Linked DNA regions of Anas platyrhynchos: region 2 is linked to region 1. A link is a contact called in public Hi-C data. All regions are on one chromosome and are shown on one strand. Each heading gives the region's core, a stretch centred on a gene start, on an enhancer-like site or on the middle of the called end of the contact. The rest is flanking DNA. Distances are from core to core; before and after follow the strand shown.

Region 1 (7,734 bases), core at 2,238-4,737:
TTTCAATTCCCTAGATCTCCCACTTTCTCATTCCTTGTCCTCACCAGCAGATGGAAGAGCTACATCAAGAAACGAGCCCATCCCATCACCAAGACTCTGCCTAAAATGCCCAAAACAATACCTTTAGGTCTCCCTGACTGCTGACTTCACATCCTCACTACTCAGCACTTGCCTGAGAATGTGCTGTGGGCGGTGTAGCAGGCATCCAGACATTTCTGAGGCAACAGGAAAAAACACATTCTCTTCTGTGACCTCCATGTGCCTTGTTGGTCACAGGTATTTTTCTGACTGGGCTAAACCAAGAGCCAGTCCTGCTAGCAGAGCTGTTGTTTCTGCCTGATTAGAATCGTAAAGGAAATATTTTTTGGTCGGTGGTACAAACCACACGTAACAATTCTGGGAAACCTGCTTGTTGAAAATAGATCTTTGCTTTTTAAGAAATAAACGATATGAATTAAAAAATCCTCCTCATTTTGTTCACAAATTCAGGAAATGCCATGAGATGACACAAAGATTGTCACTTGTTAATGCCTGGAAATAGGAAAGCTGGTTTCATTTCAGACGCCATCAGATAACACCTTTGCCAGAGGATGTTATTACAGTTTTAGGCTAAATATATAATATAAATAACCTGTCTTCTGCAGTACAAAAAAATGTCTACTGGCTGGAAGCAATTATTGTGAGATAATACATGGAAGTCTGCCAGCGGGGCTTGTTAGGTTTTCAAACTCCATATTTATAATATACATTAATGCACAGCACTATCTCCTAGCACCGCCAAGGTCCAGCCCTATCACCGTATTTATGAACCTAATTTATGTATCACTGGTAAAATAATAGGGCTCAAGTAAACCATGCAGTGAACTAATCTAAACCAAACCCTTAGAAGGGATTCATTTCCATTCAGGAAATACACAACACCTTTAAATGGATCGCTTTCCATGGGAGTGAATTATTATTCCAATTATTTGGCCAGCTTTATAACTTGCCGGTGGCTCAGTGCCAGCATTTGGCTTAACAGGCTAATAAAAAAATTGATTACCAAAGCCACCAGGGCAGCTGCACACGGGATGGCAGAGGGGGAGAGCTGTGCATCCATGCCAGAACAGCCCCCTTGGTCAGATGTGAGGCCACATGTCACATCATTTCCTGCGGTCAGTAATAAAATTAACCAAAAATACTCCTGAGAGCTATCTATCTGCACCAAGGAACATGGGAATGTGGACTCAGACTTCCCCCCACCAGTGACTTGCAGAGAAGGGATAAGGGTCCCACCGAGCCATGCCTGCCCTGGGGACAAGGGACCTCATCCCATGCCCCCAGGCAGTCCCTCTCATATTTAAATGAGATGGGAGGGCAGAGATGCACAGGGAGGGAAGGGTATGGGACTTTGACAGATTTTTGCATTGCTGGGTCAGCTGGTAACAAAAGCTGTGACCCAGACTCAGGGTGAAACCCTTGGAAAGACACTGGCAACGTCTCATAGGCAGGTAGTGGGACCAGATTCCTACCCACAGAAGAAACCTTTACCACAGAGCAGCTTGTCTGCAACCTCGGGATAGAGCAGGGTGCCTGCACAGATACTCTGTGATGGTTGTTAGAGTGTCTCATGTATTTTCTCGGTCACAGTGAACAGAAAAAGTCTCTCTGGGAATGGATGTCTGGATGGAAATAAGGCTGTATTTGGAGTTCACCGTTCCTGAGAGATTTGCCACAGAAAAGACTAAACTTGGCTCCATTTAAGATGTGGAAGCCAGCCCCTGGGAGACCTTCTCCTGGTGGAAAGCTACTGAAGCTGTGCAGATGCCTGCTTTTAAAGCGGTTGGGTAAGAATCAAAGTTGTGCTTCCCTTTTCACTCTTATTTCCCTATTCCTTACATTAGGCCTATTTTTAGAGCGAAAACGGAACAGGGCTGAAAATGCTCATCTGAATTTGGTCCTGATCATAGGACCAAATGCCTTATCCGTAGCACAGAGACAAGGCTTTGGGGTGGGGGAAAGTTGCTACAAGGTGCTGACAGCAAGTCTGCTGCTCTTCTGCAGGTGCAAACTCCTAATACATCTGTGTTACCATCAGTCTGTGTCAGGAGAGCAGAGACTTTGTGAGTTCCTTCAACACCTTTAGAGGCTGAAGCACCTTCTGGAGGGAGGTTCCTGTCCATCCCCAAGGACCATAGATGGAGCCAAGGAAGATAATGTTCCTCAGCCAAGAACCTCTGGGTTGTGCAAATGGCCATGCAAACGGAGCTGCTGTGGTTGAGCCCTTGGGAAATTGTCTGCAAGGGAAAATGTGGTGAGTGGTTGGGCAGTAAGAGGGAAAAGTGAGAGAAACAGGGAAGTCAAAAGAGGAAAAAGGGGAGAAATGGAACAAAACGAAGATGAGTGGTAAGAGCAAAAGCAGCTGCAGAACGGAAACAGCTGTGAGAGAAAGTGTCTGAGAGAGGAGGTCAAGCAAGGGCAAGTCAAAAGCAGGAAAAAAAAAAAAAAAGGCAGAAACAAGTAAGAAACCTGGGCCTCACCCCAAAACTCTCTCAGAGGAACAGTGGCTGCCCATGGCCACTGTAGTCCCCGGCTCATCCATCCTGGGGCTGGAGGGAGCTCTCTGTGAAGGATGCAGCAGCTCACCCCATTCAGGCAACTCCTGCTGTTCTCATTCCCAGCACGAATTTAGCCCTTGGGAGCCAGTGAAATAACCTCTCCACCATTACAGCATCTTTTGATGGACACAGGGCAAGGTTTCTGATGTGTGGTACCAGCGGTACACCATGGTTTTATGGTTTTGTTCTCTTTAAGATATGAAAAATGTTGGCAAATTATTGAGGGCGTTTTCCTTGCTCTGCTGCCAAAATTATCACAGCGTGACCAAGGCAAGGTAAGCACAGGGAAGCCTCCAAACACACTCTGTGGGTGCAGGGAATCTTTGGAAAACACTTTTACTTCAATTGCTGAAGCGTCCTTCGTATCTACGAGGTAGTTGGAAAGTTACACGAGTGTGTATGTTACGGGAAGTGATTAAAAATCACTTACTACTTCATAACAGTAAATATGCTGTTAACTGACAAAGCTGAATATGGTTAGCAGAAAGGAGTGTGGGAGACATTAGCCGGCATAATCACTTTAATAGAGCCTATTACCTTTAATGGGGCTTTTGCGAGTACGCGCACGCATGCAGACACACAGACAAAGAAGATACACGGGTGGAAATAAAAGTCTACCAGAGCCAAGCCACAGCCTAACTGTTACAGACCATTGACAACAGTGGTGTGCGTGCAAGCCTAGTTGTAAAGTCCTGTAAACACAGTGAAATGCACTTTCTCTCTAACACTTTCTGACCACTGATGCCACGAGGAAGCACTGCCTGAAGGGTGAGGCAGCACATGTGCGATGCAAACAGCCGCCCTGCGAGCGCGTGGCGCTGCAGTGTAACATGCCACAGAATCAGAGGAAATTCTCACAATTGCCTATTTCCCTGCGCTGCGTTAAGCGATTGGGTGAGCGCAAACCACAGCTGAATTGCAAGAGTGAGTCATGGAGTTCAAAACAAGAGCATCCACTAATTGTTCCGTGGAAGAGGCTCAGAGAAGTATAAAGAAGGATTTTGTGGGGTATTCTTTTGCTCACTGTGAGCTTTGTATCCCCTTGCTGGCTGTTCTGATCTGGGAGTTTATGATTCATAGCACAGGGAGGCACATGGGAGGGTGGTGAGGCACTGGCACAGGCTGCCCAGAGGAGCTGTGGATGCCCCATCCCTGGAGGTGCTCAAGGCCAGGCTGGATGGGGCTTTGGGCAACCTGGTCTGGTGGGAGGTGTCAATGCCCACGGCAGGGGGCTGGAACCAGGTGATCTGTAAGGTCCCTTCCCACCCAAACCATTCTGTGATCCCATTATTCACTGTTCTAGGGTACAGCATCCCTCATGGACAGGGTTTTGTGGTGTCAGCCTAGAACAACTTTGAAGCAGTCTGGAAGGAGCTCGGATACCACCTGATGGCAAACCAGGAGGACAAATAGGCTTACTCCTCACGCAGATTCCTGGCCTGCAATTGGTGTCCTGTAGGCAGCCTTCAACTTTCCTCTGAAGCATGGAGTCTCCCCTTGTTCTTACCACTGGCTTTCTGCTTGAGGTTTCATAATATTCTCTGCCTAAAACAGGAAAGGATCAGAGCTGACCTGCTGCACTGGGATTTTCTGAGCAAAGGCTTATTTAGTATCTCAGTAGGCTTCCCTGCAAATCAAGGAGAGCCAAGGTGCAGTTATCATTGGACTGGAGTCCCGTGCTGTTCACATTTCAGTCCCAACCTGGAGTCAAAAACATCAACAAAGAAAGCAGATGAATCACTAATGCCAAATGGGATTTGCACGTTGGTACAGAAAAGACCTGTGAAGGCAGATTCACTTGGCAGAAGCTCAGGCAGCTGGTTCAGAGGCAGATAGGAGGCACTTTATGCAGAGACAGGGTTTTCTTCCCATTGAGATAGTACGGGGCACAAAAGGTTTAATGACCAAGGACTAACCTCACCCTAGCTCCTTCTTGAATGAAGAAAAGAGTGGCTGCTCCTGAACTTGTTCTCCTCACAGGTCTCATCTGGGAAAAAGGTTCTCTGGTGTTGGCAGGAGGTGACCTCAGTTACACTTTTTTTCAAACCATCGGAATTGTTATAAAAAATGAAAACTTTTTTTTTTTTCCATTTCCAGAAATGTGAAAAAATTAGCAGGCTGGGAAGGTGAACGAAAATCAGAGAACCTTGTCTAAAAAACGGAAATTTCCCATGTTTTGCATTTGGATTCAGTCCAAAATCCATTTACATTAAGAGTACTTGTCAAATTCTTGTCAGAAAGGTAAGAGTTAGTAAAGAGATTTGCCAGGAGCCCAACTTGCTGGAAAATTTTCCTGTTTGGGGACAATTTACCAGAATAGTAACACTTACGGTCTTAGATTTAAAACAACAGCTTGGTCTCAGCTGTCTAAAAAAGCCTTGTTGTATTACTGCCAAGTCATTAGCTTACAAAGCTCCAGGCCCTGTCTACACACCAGCCTGCCACCAGTTTAACTGAAATCACTATTTAATCCATTTAGAGCAATCAGTGCAACCCTTTTTTGGTAACCAAATTAACCTAAATCAATACAAGCCTGTTGCAAACAGAGACAAACAATTTAAGGACATTGACATCAAAATCTGCGTTGACTCAAGCGGTGCAAGTTTTGTGGGGAGAGGAAATCTCGGGTAAAGCCTGGGAGATGCTGGGATGGTCCCACTCGTGCTATAGAGCTGTGCCTAAATCACTTTGTGTTGGGGTGTCCTGGGCACAGTCCTGGTTGCTATCACTGTGTTTCCCTTTTAATTCCTAACATTTGGCTGTCTTTTTTCCTTGCTGACAAGCACTGAGTTGATATTTCCATGAAAGCAATCCCAGCATGTTGGTGTTGAAAGGGGGACACCAAGGCTATTTTTCCCTGCGAGTACCATGTCACATCTACCTACGCTCAGCCTGGTTCCTCTCCTGCCTGCAGCCTCGTAATCCACTTCTCCATTTTTTCAGTCATCTGTTGTCTTTACTATGGTGGGTAGTTAACAAACTGCCATTAACAAACTCACCCACCTCACCGCTCACCTCCTGTCCCACACCTTTATGGACAGGCTCAGTGTGAGCGCACCTAGCAGGGGGAAGTGCTCAGGAAATAATCCCAAATCACAAATATGTCCCTGTGCCCCAGCTCTTCTGTTTCCAGGTGCTGCATCAGCAAACCCTGGTGGTCACACTCTACAGCAAAACGCAATTCCCAAAAGCAGAGGAGGCGAGCATCAGCAATGAGGCAGGGCCTCCCACGAGCCAGGCACAGTCTGCTGAGGTGCAGACACCTCTCATAGCTGCCTGTCTTGGGGTTTTCCTCATGCCCAGTGGCAGCATCAGGTTCAGAGCAGAGATCCTGATGACTTCGGGGAGAGCTTTGAGCTGAGGCAGAGCTACGGGATGTAGCTGCTGAGTTTCCTACCAGAGCCAAGGATTTCAAAATGTTTTTACAGAGGACACCAGCTGGAATTTCACTTGACTTTATCCAAAAGACTCAGAGGACTCCAGCTCTCTCCTTCCTTTACACATGGTGTGAGTTTTCATCCTATAAATTCAGAGGCTCATACAAGATCTCAGCCTTTGTTAAGCTGTGGTGGAAAAAGACGGAAATCCCTCTGAAACCTGTGATCTTCCAAAGGCAAAGGAACTGCTCTAAAACAAACTAGCATCTCCTTCCTCCTGTGGCTGTAATCCAGAAAGCAGTTTACATGAATGGGGTATCTGGCCCCCAGCTAAGCTTAGCCAAAGATGCTCAGATATGACTGTGACAATATAACATAAAACAGGGACAATTTGGCATTGCAGAGAGTGCCTGGACAGCAATAGCTGGCTGCAGCCACGTGCCCAGGTGCATCAGTCTTGCCCAGTGCAAATAACGACTTGGGTTGTGTTATCCTGTTTCAAAGCCCACTGTGGTGTCTCATGATGTCCCCCACTATGGTGTGTGCCGGGTCTCTCCTGGTGGCCAGGGACATCCCTGAGGAGCACAGGGCAAGATATAGCTGCTGGGCCATGCCAGGACGTTGAGGAGCTCCCACTCACCTGTACCATCAGCAGGCAGAGACCCAGGGCTGGAGCAACCAGCCCCAGCCCCGTTCATCCACAGGGTGCAGCACAGCTCCTGCTTCCATGCTACAGACACCGAGTCTCGTGGTTGTGAAGCCACTTGTGTTACCCAAGGGGTTTCTGTGGCAAACACGGTCACCGTAGGCAAGTAAACAGCTGCATTCACACATGCAGAAGCGTTTGATTTTGTACCAGAAGTTCAGCAGCTAAAAGAGACTTGCATTTTGTTATATGGGTAGCGTGATTATAATACATATTAAGGAATTAGGACTCGAGTTTATGAATCCTTATTAGCACCGGTACTCCTTAATGTACTACTTCAAATAAAAGTATTGTATAATTCACAAGTCTGCAAGTACCTGTCTAGTCAAACTTTCTCATGGATTTCCATTAATACCATACACACATGCTGGGATACAAAATAATTTTGGGAATACCAGAGAACAGCATGTTTTCCACATAGCAGAAGGAGCTGAATATAATTTATCACGATCAGAGACCTACCTGAGCCTAAAAATGAATCTTGCACTGCACCACTAATTGTGTTTATAAGAACTTAAAGAGAAAACAAAAAATAATTTGTAATTAAAAAAAAAAAAACCTTTCAGTTATTTCTAGTGCTAGACACTAGGTGGCAGAGCAAATATATGTTCTCTAATAATTCACAAACACATCCTTCCAGTAACAAGGCAGGACCAGATAAACTAAATTAAGTATATATTTAAAATAATCTGAAATCTTGCAGCTGGTCTACTTTTCCTGACCAGTTCCTGTAGAGCACAGGCCCTGCTAAGACTGGGTTTAAACCTTTTATGCTACTTACCATGAGCGTTACCTTCAATTTAGTGATTTAGTCACAAACTCATGTCTCTCTGCACAAAAGCCCACAGCTCCCCCTTTCCTATACAATCCATTTTTAAAGTAGGGCTCAGGAAAACTCTAACTCATAATTTAACAGATGACAGAAGTTTTATACACAGATGTGGACCTCAAATGTGCCCAAGTGGTTTAGGAACATCGGTGTAACTGCTGATCAGTAGGACGAGCTGCACAGGTAGATGTGATTAAGAAACGAGACTGTAAATTGTTCATTCAT
Region 2 (7,734 bases), core at 2,547-5,046, 310 kb after region 1:
GGACAGCAATATTGGGAAAGAGTTAAATGCAGTTGCAGCTGCTTGTAGCAACACTGCAGCTGAAAACTGCAGCACCTCATGACCAGAGGGCTCCTCTGCAGGTCAGGGAGCCTCCTCACTGAGCACAGCTTGCTGCTACCAGCCTGCGTCCCACCAGGTCCCCCCCAGCCACATCTGTGTACACAACAGAACAAACATAAGCTGGGAGCTTCACGGCCTTGTTGGATTACCAAATGAAAGCAGCTTTCCGAGGCATGGTTGTCATTGCAGAATGGATGTTTCAAGGTGCGTAACAGCTTAGAGAGGAAGAGAGCACAGCAAAATGTGCCTTTAGGTATCCAGAAGTTAGTTTTTCCAAGAGTAAATTGTGCTCCCTCTGTAACAGAATGCAGAGATGATGATCCTTTCGGTCCTCAGATGGCTGATGAAGATGCCTGTGCTGAGGCACTCTCTGGAGGTGTCTCTCAATGTGCACTCATGATGAATGGTCCCAACTGACTGGTGTGTGCTTGGGCTGCATCTGAAGAGAGGAATGGGAGCACCTCCATGGGCCAGGGTCCAGCTCCACAGCTACTTGCAGCAGGTGCAGGCATCGTGGTACATTTTGGACAGGTCCCTGACTCAGCTGGCTGGGAGACGAGGAGTCTGCGAGCATGAGATCATGCACCCATGACTTGGTTATCTGTAACATGGGACATGGCAAATTCCTCCTCAAGCATGCAGCTCACACTGACCTAGACTTGCTAAGCCATCCAAGTGAACCACGCAGGTGACAGATCACACCCGTGTCCAAAATCAGCCTCGATGGCTTCCTGGTGCTTCATTCAAAGCACCTGAGGCTGCATAATGGAATCAAGACTGTTGTACTGCATCCTTGAGGACATCCACCTGAGAACCAGGACCCAAATAAGCAACCTTTACACTTCAAGTGAGTTCTCCCAAGCACACAGTACCCCTTTGGGCTGGAGAGGTGGAATACTTGGGTGGCCTCGAGTCCTCCTGAGCAATCTCTTAACAAACCTTCTGCTTCAAGTACGTGATGTTAAAAATATCAAGCCCCTCAGCAAGTTCCTCTGTTAAAAGTGGACAAATGCGTCCTATTACATCCCATTGTATGGAATCCCCACCGTGTTTCACCAACAGAGCAGTTGACCAGTGACACCTTCAGGCTGACCATAAAATAGTTGAGTTTCGCACAAAACTGTGCTCTAGACGCTTTAAACACATAATGCATTTCAATAAAATGTCCCAAACTTCTGTTGTCTTCATTTTATCATGTCTCTGTTGAATTCTTAAAGTATTTAAGACTTGAATACTTTTTTTTATTATTAAATTAAATTAAATTAAATACTTGAAGAGTCTTGCAAAATTAAATCACTAACTATTTTTGAAATCCATCATCTAGATCCTGATTTCATTTTTTTTCCCCTCTCTACTGTGCATTTCTCTTTTTAATACAGGGCTTCTATGTGCCTTTATGCTAGTGAAAGTACATTAGTATGTTTTTCTAAACAAAACACCTAAAAATGTTTTACAGATTTCTGCCAGACAAAATGATACTCAATCCCCCATTAGGACATATTTGAACTTCTGCATTATAGCACATATATTGATCTGAAATTGAGCTTATCCCAACTTCTGGGGATTGTTCATGAACCCCAAATCTCCCTAGGCTGCTCCATGTGGCTCCACTGGTGATAAGAGCCCAATAAAAGGAAAAAGATAGTGGCTAGCATACAGCATGCTGGACTCCAACTTCACCAGCTGCTAGTTCAGTGATATAGCTTGAGGGCATCATATTTGGTCTGGGGAAGGTCCAAATGGGACAGTCCACGGGCCAAGATAAAGGTGTTTGATGACAGCACCAGCCTACCTTCACAGTCACCTTTTTTTTTTACCACCTCCCACTGCTCCTGGTTAACAGCTGAGGGGCTGGGCCATGACTTTAGAAGCACTCAGCCCGTAAATTTCCATGACTGACTGCAATTACATTATTAACTGACAAACATGTTCATAGGTTGAGGGCGGCTTCTGTGGAAGCTGAAGATGACAGCATTCAGATGATGTCAGTTGCTTTCAGATGAAGTCAGCTGGCCAGCAACACTGACTACAAGGAGGTCACGCAAATCTCAGAGGTTTCGCAGTGCATCAATCTTTGTATTTCATTTCTGTTGCTGGAGCCAAATTCATTGCTGCTTCATGTCCAGCTGAAGCCTGCAGCTTCCCCAAGCACTGGGATGTTTTCCATACCCAGCACACAAGGAGCAGGACAGCGAGGCAGAGCGCCCTGTTCCCCATTTTACCTGAACCTCTCAGGTGGGACCGCATGCTGTGCAGCCCCAAATGATGGAGAAAACACACATGCAGCGTCACGTTACTGCAGTGCCTTTCTCAGATGGCCTTGTAGTGCCACCTTCAGACTAAACCAAGACACATCCTATCACTCTCACAACTAACAGTCCGTCCCAACTCTGGCTGCACTCCAGGCCCAACCAGCAGCCCTCAGCCTCCAGTGAAGGGGAAACCAAAATGCGGCTCAGCTTCAGATCCAGACTCAATTTTGTTTCCCTGGATAGGGCAAAAAGAAAAAGGGAAGGATCTGGTCAATTGCAATGCTAGGTCATTAAAGCCCTGTCTAAATCCACAAAATCCCGTAAGTCAGGTTGTTTTTGTTTGGAAGAAGGAGCTTTTGCAGAATCCTCCATCCTGGGTCTGCCTCTGAGGAGACCTTGTGGTCTTTCTCCATTCCTAAGGTATCAGACACTGATATTGTAGGAATCTGGTTTGTAAAAACTAGTAAAACAAATGAGATTAGCATTTTTAGAGAAACCTCGGCATGACCTTTACGACCATAACCAAGTATATAGGTACAATAATTGTGGTGAAACTAATTTGAGGAACAAATGATAGTATTTAAATGTCTGATCTGCAGACACAGTTTGACATGACACATCCGCTTTTTATGTGAGAAGGAACTTTCTAGCAGGTGTAAGCAACAGAAACCATAAACCAGAAGACAAATTAAACATTTGGCTTTTGGTTTTCTTCACCCTTATACTACAGATGGACAACAGTGAGGTCACTTCTTGCTATTTACTTTTTGCTTACTCAAAAACAATGTTTTAATTGAAATACAGTAGCCTATATTTGCAAATTGTGGAGATATCAGCATTGTATTTTCCAACCTAGTTCACGCTTTCTTCGTTATTTCTGAATATTACTTTGTTTTCATTTCCTCATCAAAACAGAAATACTGAAACACCTGATCCTATTTGTGTTTCCTTTTTTTTTTTTCCCCGATCTTTTTCTGTCCATCCACCCCCTGTCTTTCTCTTCAATACTACTAAAAGGTTTTATAGAAAGCTTTCAATTTTTCATGTATTTTACGGGCATGTGCACATTAACTGATTGGGAGTGGCTGGAGGCAGAGGAGCATGGCATTAGTACAACATTTACCAAACATCACCTCCGTAGAGGCAAGCTCAATTTGATCAGACAAGACCGATCTAAGGTTGATCAGACAAGACTGATGTAAGGTCTTTTAACCTCAAATCCTGTTTGTACAGAGCAAGGTGTCCAGACCCCCCTGTTCCCATACTGACGTAGCATGACATTTTTAGCAATTAACAAAATCAGTTTATTTCCGTAATCATTAGGGGTTTGTGGACGGCGTGACATTAAGCACCCCAAAAGGGGAGAGGCTGTGGGACGGCTGAGGTGTTCGGCTGCTCGTCACTGAGGCGGCGCCCGCCCGCCATGGCGCGGGGCTGAGGGCGCGTGCGCAGCGGGGCCGTTGCGGCCGTTGCGGGCGGAGCTGAGGCGAGGCGGGGCGAGGCGGGGCTGGGCGGCGGGGCCCGGCCGCGTCCCTCCCGGCCCGGCGGCAGCGCCCTGCCCGGGCCCGGCGGGGGACGGGGCGCTCCGGCATGTCGCAGGCCGCCATGTCCGAGAGCTACGGTAGGAGCCGGGGGGGATGCGAGGGGGCTGGGGGCCGCCGGGGCCCGAGCCTAGCGGTGGGTAGGGCAGGGGCAGGGGCAGGGGCACGGTCAGGAACCGGTGGGCTCGGTGGGAGCCGTGTGGGGCTCGGCCAGCTGTGAGGGGCAGCAGGAGGGCTCGTTAGGGGAGTACCGGCCCCGTTGTTCCTGCTGGGTGCTTTCAGGGGCCGGTGGTTTCTGTGTTTTCAGAAGCCAGAGCAGCGAGTTGTGCCTCGCTGGTTTAGGTAAAGAGTTGGAACCGGTTGTTCGTGGTCTGAGCAAGAACTGGGATCGCTCCTGTGCTCTTCTGGTGGTCTCTGAACAGGCAGATGGGCGGACAGCCAGAGAGGACAGAGTGCCAGCAGTGCTCCTCTTCAGCCTGCCTGCTTTGCAAGCCCATATTTTCACCCTGTATCTTAACAAGTACATTTCAACACTTTTTGTATTGTTCCAGTGATGCAAAATAGCAATTGTAAGCCTGCTGTGACTCTTGGTGCTTTCCGATTGTTTTGGTGTTCTAGAAAATGCGACCTTAAACTTGAAGGTCTGCAGCTGTTGTGGGTTATTTCATTTATTTATTTTTTTTGTGTGTATTTTTCTTCTGAGTTTCAGTGTTTGTTCTGTGTGTACATAAATAAGCTACAGACATTCAGAACTAGAATATGTGAGTGCCAAGATTTAGAGCAGATGGAGTAGTAAAAACTAAGTTATGGCATAACATAGAACTTACCAGTGCCTATGCTATGATAGTAACTAGATAGTTAGATAGTAACTAGACCATGATAGTAACTAGTATCTATTTTTGCAGTGTCCTGTTGATGCTTTGAAAAGAGGCTAAGAGCAGGGCAAGTACATGTGATCATTTCCTTGATGTTCTCCAGCTATTTTCAACTTGAAATTTCCACGAGCTGAGTATGGTTTCTGTTGAGAAGCCCTCGGTGGCTCTTTCTTCAATGAACTTGCGCAGTCTTTTCTTGAACTCCAGCAAATTTGCATTCACAGCATCCTTTGGCAGGGAGCTCCCCACATAGGCCATCTGTTCTGCAGAAGGCTCTCTCCTTGTTTTCTGAGGAGTTCTGCTTGATGGCCAGTTTTATTTGATGACCCTCATCCCTTCTGATGGGATGGAGTGTAATGTTTATCTCTGTCTCCCCTCTTAATGATTTCACTCGTCATTTCCTAGACCTGAACAAAGGAAAGGTAAATCAGATTTGTGTAAAACAACAGTTTCAATTGCCTTCATTCTTACATTAAAAGGTCCAGAAGCTTTTAAAGGCTAGTTGCCACATCTCGACTAAGGGTCAGTTTTAGATTTAACAGCTTTGGTTGGGTTGCCATTATTTTGGGGACTGTGCGTTGTCTGTTCAGCATCATGAGAGAGTGTGGTCCGTGTGCTAACTACATGTAAATGTTGTATTTCCCCTTTCTTTTTTGTAATTCTCCGGAACAGTTGGGATAGTTTACTGCAGAATAGCTATATATAGCACTTCATAATTAGAAGAATCTAAGTAAATGTTTTGGCTTGCTGAGAAAGCAGTACAGACGGTATTTTTCCAAAAGTTATTTAGAAGAAATTTGCTTAACCCTCTTCCTTTCCAGGATATATCGGGTATCAGAATCATTTGGCAAGCCTCTGAGGTTGCTCAGAATTACTCTTGAAATTCTAATTTTACAGTGGTTGTTTTTTCCCAAAGATTTTTTTTTTCCTGCCTAATAAAACTGCTTTACATAGCCAATTCTGTTGTTTTACTCTCAGCTTTGATTTGAAAACTGTAATTGCTTTGCTCAATTCCATTGCTTCTGGAAGATCTTTGCAGGACTTCTGCTTTAATATCAGTATTGTAAATTACCTGTAGTTGAAGTCATGGTCCTATGATTAAGGATGCTTCTTTCTTACTGTTGCCAGCTGCCTTTAAGATACAGCCTTCTCCATATCAGTTTCACCATTTTATTTCATTAATCTCTTTCTGAGCCTTTGGATGAGATGCTGTCCAGGCTCCTTGGACTGTCTTCATGAATGCAAATGATCTTTAAGCATATGCTCAGAGTATTGGGGGTGGTGGAAACAAACCTTGCATGGCAGTGGACCTGTTGCCCGCGAGTTGTCACGTTAGTAGCAGTGGGGAATGAAAAGTTGTAACTGAATTAAATCTGAGAGTGAATTTAATATTGTCTGCAATGCTTTGCTAGCTTGATATCACTACCTGTGGGGCCCTGGAGGCTGGAGACCTGTAGAACTTGAGTGCCAGGTTCTGGAACAGATTGTGAAATAGACAGATACTGCTTATCTGCTTATGATTTTTTGAATCTTTTGCTTGCATGTTTCTTCTACTGGGAGAAAGTAGACTTTATGGTACTTCTAAGTCAAATAAGGTTTAATCGGACAAACATCCAACTGTGGTTTATTGCAAATATATCACCAAAATAGAGCTGTCTCACCTTTCTATGGTGTTTTAGCATGGGAATATAATGGCTCAAAGTTTGCTCTGGGAAGCAGAGTATAATAAAATGAATAATTAATAAAGATTATATTTGAGATTTTGCTCTTTCAGTGTGTGCTGTTCCATCCTCCCCCAGCTTTTAGCTCTGTTTGGAGTGGTAAAAGGAGACTGGCAGGATACTCGGTTGAGGTATATATTGGAACAAGTTGGGATTTCCTTCCACTGCTGTAGTATGATCCTACACAATCAATTTCTTTCCCTTACAAGGTGCCAGGAACAAAACCAAAGTAATTGTGAAGAGAAAACTCCATGAATTTTGAGACTAAACTTAGGAAGAACTTTTTACTGCTTCTTTTGGGAAAGGAGGGTCACTGTAAAATGTGCGTCTGCTGTAACAGTGGAAACAAATCTCTTATAAACGTAATTTGCCTTTGAATAACTCATGCTTTCTGAGATGCAGTGGCCTCTGCACAGATAGTAACTATGAACACATGCAGGCTTCCTCCTGCTTCCCAGCGCAAAACTTAAGCGTTTTCACATGGTGATAAATATGGACTGATTTTTAAATGGCTTATCCTTCACAGGTAAATAAAAGGGACCTTTGGATTTTGAATGGTAGAGGGCTAGAGGAAAAGCTGTACTACCTTTGAGAGAATGTGTTGTGTTAGATTCCACTCAAATCTCTTCAGTCCCTACTTCCTTCTGTTTTCTCCATGAATATCTACAGCTGCCAGTCTGGTCATGAGTTTTTCAATCTGTCACTGTCAGAGATGTTTCTGTTCATCCAAAAGTGTTTCTTCTTGGTCTAGGCAACTTGATTCATGCTTTTCTCCTTGTCCTCCCTCCCTTCCCTTTCCACACACGCTTCTCAGATGGTCTTTGCATTTGTCACCACGGTCTTCAGTTTATTTCAAAGCTTATTTTTTATTGCTCAGGTCACAAAGCAAAGCTGCCCTCTTCCAAGCAGTCTCTGTGCCAACTGGAACAGAGCCAAGTATATCGGTTCTACCTGTTTATCTTGGAAATCCTTACTGCTGGAGAAAGGGGTCAGCAGGGAGAATAGCTCCTCTTTCCCCTCATGTGGAGAGAACAGCATATGCTAGTAGGAGTGCTTCAGAGCACTCTTTCCTTATGCAGACTGATGCAAAATCAAAGGTGTCTAACTATCAGGAAACTTTTTTAATTGGTATGAATGTGAGTTTCCAAAGGGTCAGCATTAATGAATGTATGTTCTAGTCTTTCTCAGGCAGTTGGTAGAAGCCTGAGCTGTGACTGAAGATGTAAGTTGGTCTTTTTTCCCCTCCTATATTAGGAAGAGTATA

What was found. Hi-C and Micro-C count contacts between places; a contact is called where the count stands out from the background.
Region 2: a contact with region 1 is called in a Hi-C map of subcutaneous adipose tissue, with 3 times the contacts expected there. The contact joins the promoter of RAB4A here to the enhancer-like site in region 1. A contact is called at or near these places in 3 of 8 Hi-C or Micro-C datasets (liver, skeletal muscle and subcutaneous adipose tissue).

Annotation. Positions count from the first base shown.
Region 1 is chr3:44,239,659-44,247,392 of IASCAAS_PekinDuck_T2T, forward strand. No RefSeq gene overlaps it. Among named protein-coding and RNA genes, the nearest start is that of DISC1, 11 kb to the left of the region's middle. Within about 2 kb of position 3,488, at least 2 of the 8 cell types and tissues checked have an H3K27ac peak or open chromatin away from gene starts, as enhancers often do. A contact at or near this core is called in subcutaneous adipose tissue, where this site is marked.
Region 2 is chr3:44,550,725-44,558,458 of IASCAAS_PekinDuck_T2T, forward strand. It overlaps RAB4A (RAB4A, member RAS oncogene family), which reads left to right and starts at 3,797. Exons shown (of 8, transcript XM_027454167.3): 1 at 3,797-3,954. The coding sequence starts at 3,924.